Linked DNA regions of Sus scrofa: region 1 is linked to region 2. Evidence: chromatin contacts called from public promoter capture Hi-C data. All regions are on one chromosome and are shown on one strand. Each heading gives the region's core, a stretch centred on a gene start, on an enhancer-like site or on the middle of the called end of the contact. The rest is flanking DNA. Distances are from core to core; before and after follow the strand shown. Region 1 holds the start of ACSL3 (acyl-CoA synthetase long-chain family member 3). Region 2 holds the start of WDFY1 (WD repeat and FYVE domain containing 1).

Region 1 (4,141 bases), core at 1,551-4,050, 980 kb after region 2:
ACTGAGCAAGGCCAGGGATCGAATCCACAACCTCATGGTTCTTAGTCGGATTCGTTAACCACTGAGCCACGACGGGAACTCCCAGAAAAGGTAAATTTTAGAATTACTATTCAATATCAGAAAAGACAACTTGACATGAGTACAGACAGTATGCCAGTTGGTATCATGGATTCAATCCTGGAACAGAAAAGAAAGGGATTAGAAAAACTGGTGCTATCTGAATAAAGTCTGTAGTTCAGTTAATAGCATAATATCAATATTAATTTGTTTTGACAAATGAACCAAGGTTATTTAACATGTTAATACTAGATCAGGGGAGCTGGGTTATGATATGCAGAAAGGATCCATATTTGCAACTTTTCCATAAATGTAAAATCATCCCTAAATAAAAAGGTTTTTTTTAAATATTGGTACTCAGTCTAGTCAGCAAGCAATGTAAAACTCCCTAGACTAGATTTCCATCTAAATTGCAATTCTCAGTATAATCTCCATTTGAATACTACTTTTTTCTTCATTGCTCATATTGTAACTTGTAATTATATATTATTTGTATGATGATTTGCTTCATGTTTGTTTTCTCCATAGAGGTAAGGATCACATCAGTTCTGTTCACTCCTGTATTCCTGGCACCTTACATGGTGTCTGACACAGAACAGGAATTAAAGGCTCTAAGTGAGCAGTTAATTGAATGAGGAACGAACTAGTCATTTAAACAGAACCAGAGAGCAGAGGAGCAATGAGAAAAAGCTCAGGGCTTTAAGATCTGACTCCCCAAACCAAACAGGGATTGATTTTCCCCTCATAACCTGTCCATCCTTCCATCTTTCCTTCAAGGAGAACACAACTCACAGAATATTTCAGGTTTAAATCATTCAGTGCAAATGTCTTACAAACCCAGTAACTGAGACCCAAAGATGCTAGGTGCCTTGCCACCATAACCCTCACATCTGCTCCACACTCAACACTGCCATCCTACAGAACCAACCCAACTCTTTTTATAGAAAGGAGAAACCAAGAAAAGTCTAAAAAGAAAATGCCAGAGTGACTAGAGAAGCCTTACTCATCCCTAAGGATGAGAACTGCACTGGAAGGTGCCAGAACACAAAAGAAAAAAACAAACTCTGTGCAACGGACTCTCATGTCACAACACCTCTTCCCTGAAATAACCTTCTAATACACTTTCAGGAACAACTCAGCAGCATCCTGTGGCACCCTTCAACCCTTGGAACTCATCTGGGGAAACCAAAAAGTTGGGATGATCATAAACAGAAGGTATTATCAATTCATTGAGTAATAAAAATAATAATAAAATAAATAAATAGTTGCACCTAAAAAAAAAAAAAAGAAGGTATCATCAAACTACAGCTCTCCTGGCAGCCAAACAAAAATCCACTGTGTGACAACTTCAGCCAGCTACCGAGGAGAGGCAGCATAATATAGTGCTTAGATGTGAGAGCTCTGCATTTTCAGACAGGTGGGTCTGAATCCCAGCTTTTCTTTCTTGTTCTGATCTGGGGGAAAGTTAGGCCCAAATGGCAGTTTCTCCTGCTGTAAAATGATCCCTAGAAGGATGTTAACAGTTTTAGAGATACTATGCATAAAGCTCTTAGCACAAAGCCTGGAATGTTAATAAAGGCTCAATAAGCGTCAGCTGTTTGTCATTTTATTCAGCTATAATGACTTACACGAAGCCTAGCCCCTCTCTAGCCTTCAAATAATTTCAAAGACATCGTTATGCCCTATCTATTTTTGAAGGGCCCGATACACAATAGCTTAGAGCACATTTTCTAAATGCAGCCTAGACAAACGAGTTCTATGTCTCTGGGCCTCGGGTTCCTCATCTGTGAAACGGGTCTGATCATCTCAGCCTCACTGGATTGCTGGCAGTAAGCAGTCGCTCGGTATTGCACATTCCCTAACTAGTGTATAATTAAAATGCACCTGGGGAAAGGTAAACTTTCAACTCCAACCCCGAAACAACAGTATTAATCCCAGCCCCATCAGAACCGACTGCGGCCAGAACAAATACCACCAAAGTCGACGCATCTCACACCTCCAATTTCTCCTCACGCACTGCAGCAAAGCCCCCCGCCCCCCTGTGCGGCTCAGTTTCTCCGCTCCCAGGGACTACATTCAGAGCCGAGCTAGTGAAAGCAGCCAACCTCCCACCCCACCCCGCCCCCGGAACGCCGGGAGGGACCCCGTGTGTCCTTCCTCCCCCGGGCTGCGCGGCCGCTCCGCTGCGGTCCCCCAGTTCACGTGGGCCCTTCGGCCCGAGCCCCACCTCAGCCGCTTCCCGGATCCCACAGCGGCGCCTCCCACCCGGCCCGGCTGCTTCTCCCCACGTCGCGGGGGGAGCCCGCACCTCCGGCGCGCACACCCCCGGCGCCGGGATCGGCGGCTACGTCGGGGACCGGGGGGCGAGCAGGCCGGCAGCGTCCCTCCCCCAAAACACCGCCGCCCTCGGGCCCAGCTCGGTCGCACGCTGAGGCCAAGCCGCCAACCAAGCTCCGCTGCTCCCCACAACCGGCGCCGCACTCACCGCAACGCCGGGGCCCGGGTTCCTCCCGACTCCGGCCCACGAAGGCCTGGTTGCACCCCCAGAGCATTCACTCCCCGAGCCGCCTCCTGGGGACCCTGACGCAGCCGCCGCCGCAGTCGCGCTGCAAGGGGGCGTACCTCTGCTGCCTGGTCCGGCGCCGCAGCCGCAGCCGCCGCCTCCTACTCCTCCCAGTCGTCCCAGCTCTGTCCGCGGCGACTGGCACGGCTCCGCTCCCCGGCGCCGGCAGACCAGCGTCTGTTGAGCCGAACCGCCCGGGACGCACTCCCCCGGCCGGCGCTCGTTGCATATGCAGAGAGACCGCCGCCCATTGGCCCGGCGGCGGTGGCGCGTGCGGGGCTGGGCCTATCGAATTCCGGCCGGGAGCGCGGCGCGGGCGGCCGGGGGCGGGGCGGGGTTACTACAGGTCATTCCACGGAGCAGCGGCGGACGGGACCCAGCCGCAGCCGGCGCGGGGCGGGGAGCCGTCGGCGGGGAGGAATGGGACCACAGCTGCAGGGGGAGGGGAGCCGGGCTGCGCGGCCGGGAAGCTGGCGGAGGAGGGGAGGGTCCGACCGGGTCTACAGCGGAGGCCGTTCCTGGAGAAAAAGACTCCGACCCCCCCGCCCCCAAAAGATTTACAAACACAGTTATTACTCTAATGCATAAATCTTAATATAGATCAGAGGGAAATGCGCATATTATTTTCATTCTTAACGTGTTTACTTGTTTTGTTCTTGAACAAATTTGTCAAATTATTAAAATAAAATGATTTTTGGAAATGGCTGAAGCGAGAGGGGCTCAAAAATTCTAGCCATGTACCATGTTTATTATTTCTCCTGTTTTGACTTCTCTGAACCCTGCAAATAACCCTTCTCCCCTCAGTGCACTATTTATAAAAGATTGATATTTTTCAAAGGACAAAGTTTACCCCAAATTATCGTCTTTGGATGTTTTTCTTATGAAGCTAGAAGTGTTCCTGCATTTTAAGGAGGTTGCCATTATATCCCACGTTAGACAATACGGAAGGAAAAACAAAAGACACGGAACACAGGTAGACTGCCTTCCCATTAGCAAACAAACCAAAACACAAATGACTTAAACAATAGCTACAGTGCACAATAAGAAAGTTGACTTTCATTAAACAAATAGGAGTGGGATGAAGGGGGTTTTTTTTTAAATCCAACGAATTAGTGAACGAAGTTATAACGTTAAGTCAGATATGATACCACAGGAAATAAAACATTTAGAGGGTTTGGTTTGGTTTTGAAGTGATGAAGGCGCTAGAAATGGCTGTTTGAATAGTAAACCTCCCCGCGATGCAAAACTTGTGTTTAAGTAGGTGAAAGGTGACGTTCACGAGCCAACCGCAGGCTAAAGCAGGAGCTTGCTTCTCAAGAAAATCTCAAAATCAGTGATGCCGCCTCAACTTGAGCTAGGTGGAGTGATGAGGCTGAGAGCAAAGAAGGCTCACTCACCTCGGGCCCCAGGCCAATTTACCTTGCTAAAAAAAGGATACTCAGGCAACCTGATCTTCTACTAAGAAAGGAGGTTCCATTGCTCCTAATCTGAGGAAATGCTATCAAAAGATACACCCTGAAG
Region 2 (4,480 bases), core at 396-2,895:
GCAACCTCGGATCCTTAACCCACTGTGCAGGGCCAGAGATTGAGCCTCGTCTCAGCAGTGACCCAGGCTGCTGCAGAGACAAGGCTGGATCCTTAACCTGCTGCACCACGGTGGGAACTCCTGGATGTCTTTATAAATCTTGTCTGGGTGCAAGAAGAGGCTAAAGGTCTAATTGGTAAAGAAACAGGATCCATTCATATCAGCCAGGATGGGGGAGGTTTGGTCACTTTTGTGGTTTAAACAATGTTTATATTTTGGCTGGGTTTAGATATGCATATGAAGTGGCCTTATCTGATGTTTATGGAACCAAATCCCCCCCTAAATCTAGTTCCCTTGCAAAGTTTATGAGTAACCTCTGTATCTAAAACTTTCTTCCCTTCCTTGCCCCCATTCCCTTCAGGATTGAGGAGTAGCAAGGAAAAGTAGGGCCCCTCCATGTCCCCCATTTCTTATTTGTAGAAAAAGGCTTTAATCTCCTAAACCTTTCCTGAGTTCCAAAGAGTAGACTTGGTTACTAATTAGGGAAGTGAGGGAATGCAGAAAGAAAGGCAAAGCAGTCAAGCAAGAAAAGTAATGATAGGTGAAATAATAGCCTAGTGACGGACTGCCATCCTCAAGGGTAGACAGAGCTATCTGAGGCATATCTTGGAGTTGTTCTGCAGAAACAAAGACCTCCTCACCCATGTGGAAGATGGTGACTACAGGCTGACCAACAGCGGCAGACCAGCTGGAACCAGAAGACTGATGATGCTGAAACATAACCCGTTACCTCACCACCAACCAATCTGAAGAAAGTCCACAAGCTGCAACCCTCACATCAAATGTTGCCTTTAAAAATCCTTCCCTGAAAGCCATTGAGGAGTTTGGGTCTTTTGAACCTGAGCTGGCTGATCTTCTGGCTTGGTGTTCAGCCAGTAAATGCTGTACTTTCCTTCACCACAACCTGGTGTCAGTGGATTGGTTTTGTGGTGCTCCAGGCTAACGGACCCAAATTCAGTTCCGTAACACCTGCGTTCCACAGGAAAAAGCTGTGGGCACTTAGCCAGCTCAGTGCCAGGCCAGGTCAAGGTCAAGGTCAAGGTCTGCTTTTCTCCTTGTAGCCTTGTGACCTTAAGCAAGTGATTCCACTTGTCTGTGGTTCAGTTTTCTCATCTCCAAAATGAGACTAAGGGAGCACTTATCTCTCCACCTCTTAAGATTGTTATCAGTATTGAGATAACCCATGTAAAATTAGACTAGCTCTCGGTGTATAGTCACCAAAGAGTGTCTTTCAAAGATTCCAAATTGCACTTTATTTTTTCACACTTCCATTCGTCTGAAACGGAGGTGTGGTCCAAAGGCTTCTTAGAATGGATATAATGTAGTATCATTCTTTTCGAAAGGCTCCGTTTGGGTGACAATTACTCTTTGTCACTAACCGTTCAACCCATTCCTGAGTGAATGACCTCACTTTCCAAGCTGTGTAACTTTCTCCACTTCTCGCGAGAGCCTCTAACAGGCCTCTCTCCCAGCCACGTAATTTTAGCTGCGCGGCTACCTCAGCCAATACGGGAGCGGCGGCAGCACTCGGGAGCTTACGGCGGCGCGGCCCCCACGCGGCCCGGGGAGCCGAAGCGGAACCCGCGCGTCCCCGCCCGCCCGGCCGTCAGCTGATGGGCCGCTCGCCGCGGAGGCCGCAGCCGCCGCTGCCGCGCGAACATGGCGGCCGAGATCCACTCCAGGCCACAGAGCAGCCGCCCGGTGCTGCTGAGCAAGATCGAGGGGCACCAGGACGCTGTCACGGCCGCGCAGCTTATCCCCAAGGAGGACGGCGTGATCACTGCCAGCGAGGACAGGTAGGGCCGGCGGGTCGTGCGCGGGGCCGAGGCGCCACGGGGGGTGGCCGGGACTGCCGCTGGCTACCGACCGTGGAGGCGGCCGCTTCCTCCCTCTCCGCGTGGGGGCGTCCACGGCCCCCTTGTCCCGCGGCCTGTCGCCCCTTTCGGCTCTTCTGGCCACTGGGACCCTTTCCCCCCCGCCCCGGGTTCCCGCTCGTGGGTCCTCCAGTCTCGACCCCGGTCTCGCTCCTGCAGCCTGGTACTCAGGTCCTTGCTTCGCAGCTCCAGCCCGGGACACCTGTCCCACCCCGTCCACTGCGCTCCGCCTTCTCGCTACCCTGGTCTCCGCTGTGTCGCTCCAGTTCTGGACCCCCTCTGTACCTTTCTATCCCTGGGCCCCCGCTCCCGACTCTCCTTTGTGGGATTTCGCCTAGAGCTGGAAGCATCCCCTCCGCGGTCAGTTCCTAGCCGCCTGCTCTGGGAGCCGGGACTGCTGGCGGGTTACCGCGGGACCGAGTGCTGGGGATGCCTTTCTTGCAGTAAATCTCCAGAGCTTTCACACACTTCTGTTTGCTCCACGCTGAGGTTTACACCTCCCTTTCGAGCAACGCCAGGTCCCAAGATCAGTTATTTTTCCCCAGCTGCTCGAACCACCTGAATTCTTATTTACAATTTTTTTTTTAAAGTGACTCATGGAAAAAATGGTAAAAGAGTTTTATTTTTTAAGGATGTTTGCGGTTTCCACCATTAATGGAAAAGCAGTTATCGCTTGCCATAAAAAGTTAAACTAATAGCTAAAACGTCTGTCTGCACTCAAAAGTCAGCTCTATCTTATAACAAGATGTCGTGCCTACCACACTTTGGGAAACTGATCTGATTCGATTTTGCCATTCTACTCAAGAGGGAACTGGAGCCCATGGAGAGGCACAGAGACACGGAAGCCAGAAATGCACCCCAGGACTCCCCAGTCCAGCTCTCTCTGGTCTTCCCAAGACTCTGCCAGAGATTATTTGTTTTAAAACTGTAGCATTTTTTAAATCCGAAAAATTTAAAAGGTTAATGACTTTACTGTAGGAATTTAGAGGAAATGACTGATGTCGTTGGGTGAAACTTTCTTTGCTACAATGAGTGATCTTCAGCGGTGATACTGCAAAAGTGGGAGGGCTTTCTGGAAGAAGGAAGGTACTGATGTTCTCTTAAGGCTGAGGCATAATCTAGCCTTTCTGTAACCTGTGTTTTGAAGTCCTGTGGCTTTGAGAGCCTATCCTGAATGGGAAGAGAATCCTGAAGCTCCCAATGCCTCCTTGACCTTTGTATTTGGATTTTGAGGGAGTTTATTGTGAGCGGGCAATTTACAGGTAGCTGACCTCAGACCAGGTGGGGGGTAATTGGTATGACCTAGGTGTGGGTGTGTCTCCAGGAAGGGAGGGGGAGAGAGGGGAATGTAAAAACAGGCCAAGGACAGAGTAATTATATTTGCATGATATAGTTTGCACGTAGATGCAGACAACACTTTATACATCTTAGCTGTCTTTATTCAGTAAAGTATTTTATTCATGACTCATGCATGTTGGGTAAATTGCTGAATATTTAAGATTACTGGCCAGGAGCAGTGCTGAGAAATGTTTTATGGAAAGTGATTACTTGGCTGCTCTGGGACTGAAATGTTCTGGGGGAGCCTTAGATCAGCTCATTTTTTTTCCCCTGGGGCACAGCAGGGCCTGGCAGATGACTGGATCCATGAAGGTTGGGGCTTTGGGTTTCTAATTTGTGTTTCAGGCCCATAGAACTTCCTGGAAGGTAGGACACACTTTTCAGCTGGTGCTGCCCTTTATGAGATGTATGAAAGCATGTGGTTAAGGATTTTTTTGGTTGATGTTGGATGTGGTGGTTTTTACATTGTCATAAACATGCATCATAGTCTTCATTTATTTACTCACTTGTTTATGTATTTAGAGATGCTGTGCATATTGAGTGCCAGGCCCTAGAGATACAACAGGGATCAAAAGTCACAGCACCTGCCTTTATATACCTTCTGATTCATTAATTTTAATGGCTCCTGACCTTGTGGAACCAGCCTGTTGAGGAAACAGAACACTGACCACTCTTATTCATCAAACAAACGTTTGTTAGACATTTATTATGTGCCGGGCCCGTTCCTGACCTGTGGGTAGAAAAAACTGATGCTGCAATTGCTGTTTCCAAAGGGCTGGATGGTGTAGTGAAGAAGAGATGGCTCTGTGCTTTCAGCTTTTCAGGTGCTGGGGAGACACAGTGGAAGGTGGATCCTTGGGCGAGGGCTGAGTTTCAAGGAAAGCCTCCTGGAGGAGATGTTGGTGGAGAGAGGAGTGGTCTGTGTGATGCTGGTCCAGGCAGAGGGAAAGGACAGAAGGATTAGCGAGGGGTACAGAACCACGGTTATTTCTAGGCACCCAAGAGCAGAAGGTGTGCTAGGAGCTGGAGGGCACAGTGTCATATCAGAAGGGCTTTCTCTGTGAGCCAGTGTTAAGAGTTTGGATTTGGACTTTACTTTGCAAGCAGCGGAGTGGGGGCGGGGGGTGGGTGCCATCAGAGAGTTCAAAGCAAGCAAACAACGTGATCAGAAATTGTACTTTAGGATTTCCTGTTGTGGCTCAGAAGACGTGAATCCGACTAGTATCCAT

What was found. Promoter capture Hi-C pulls out the DNA fragments that hold promoters and counts their contacts.
Region 1: a promoter capture Hi-C map of fetal liver shows a contact between it and region 2, with 2.9 times the contacts expected there. The contact joins the promoter of ACSL3 here to the promoter of WDFY1 in region 2. A contact is called at or near these places in 2 of 5 promoter capture datasets (fetal liver and liver) and 1 of 2 datasets of contacts at active chromatin or transcription factors (skeletal muscle).

The regions. Positions count from the first base shown.
Region 1 is chr15:124,740,673-124,744,813 of Sscrofa11.1, reverse strand. ACSL3 (acyl-CoA synthetase long-chain family member 3) reads right to left here and starts at 2,800. Exons shown (of 16, transcript NM_001143698.1): 1 at 2,680-2,800.
Region 2 is chr15:125,717,352-125,721,831 of Sscrofa11.1, reverse strand. WDFY1 (WD repeat and FYVE domain containing 1) reads left to right here and starts at 1,645. Exons shown (of 12, transcript NM_001243647.1): 1 at 1,645-1,835. The coding sequence starts at 1,699.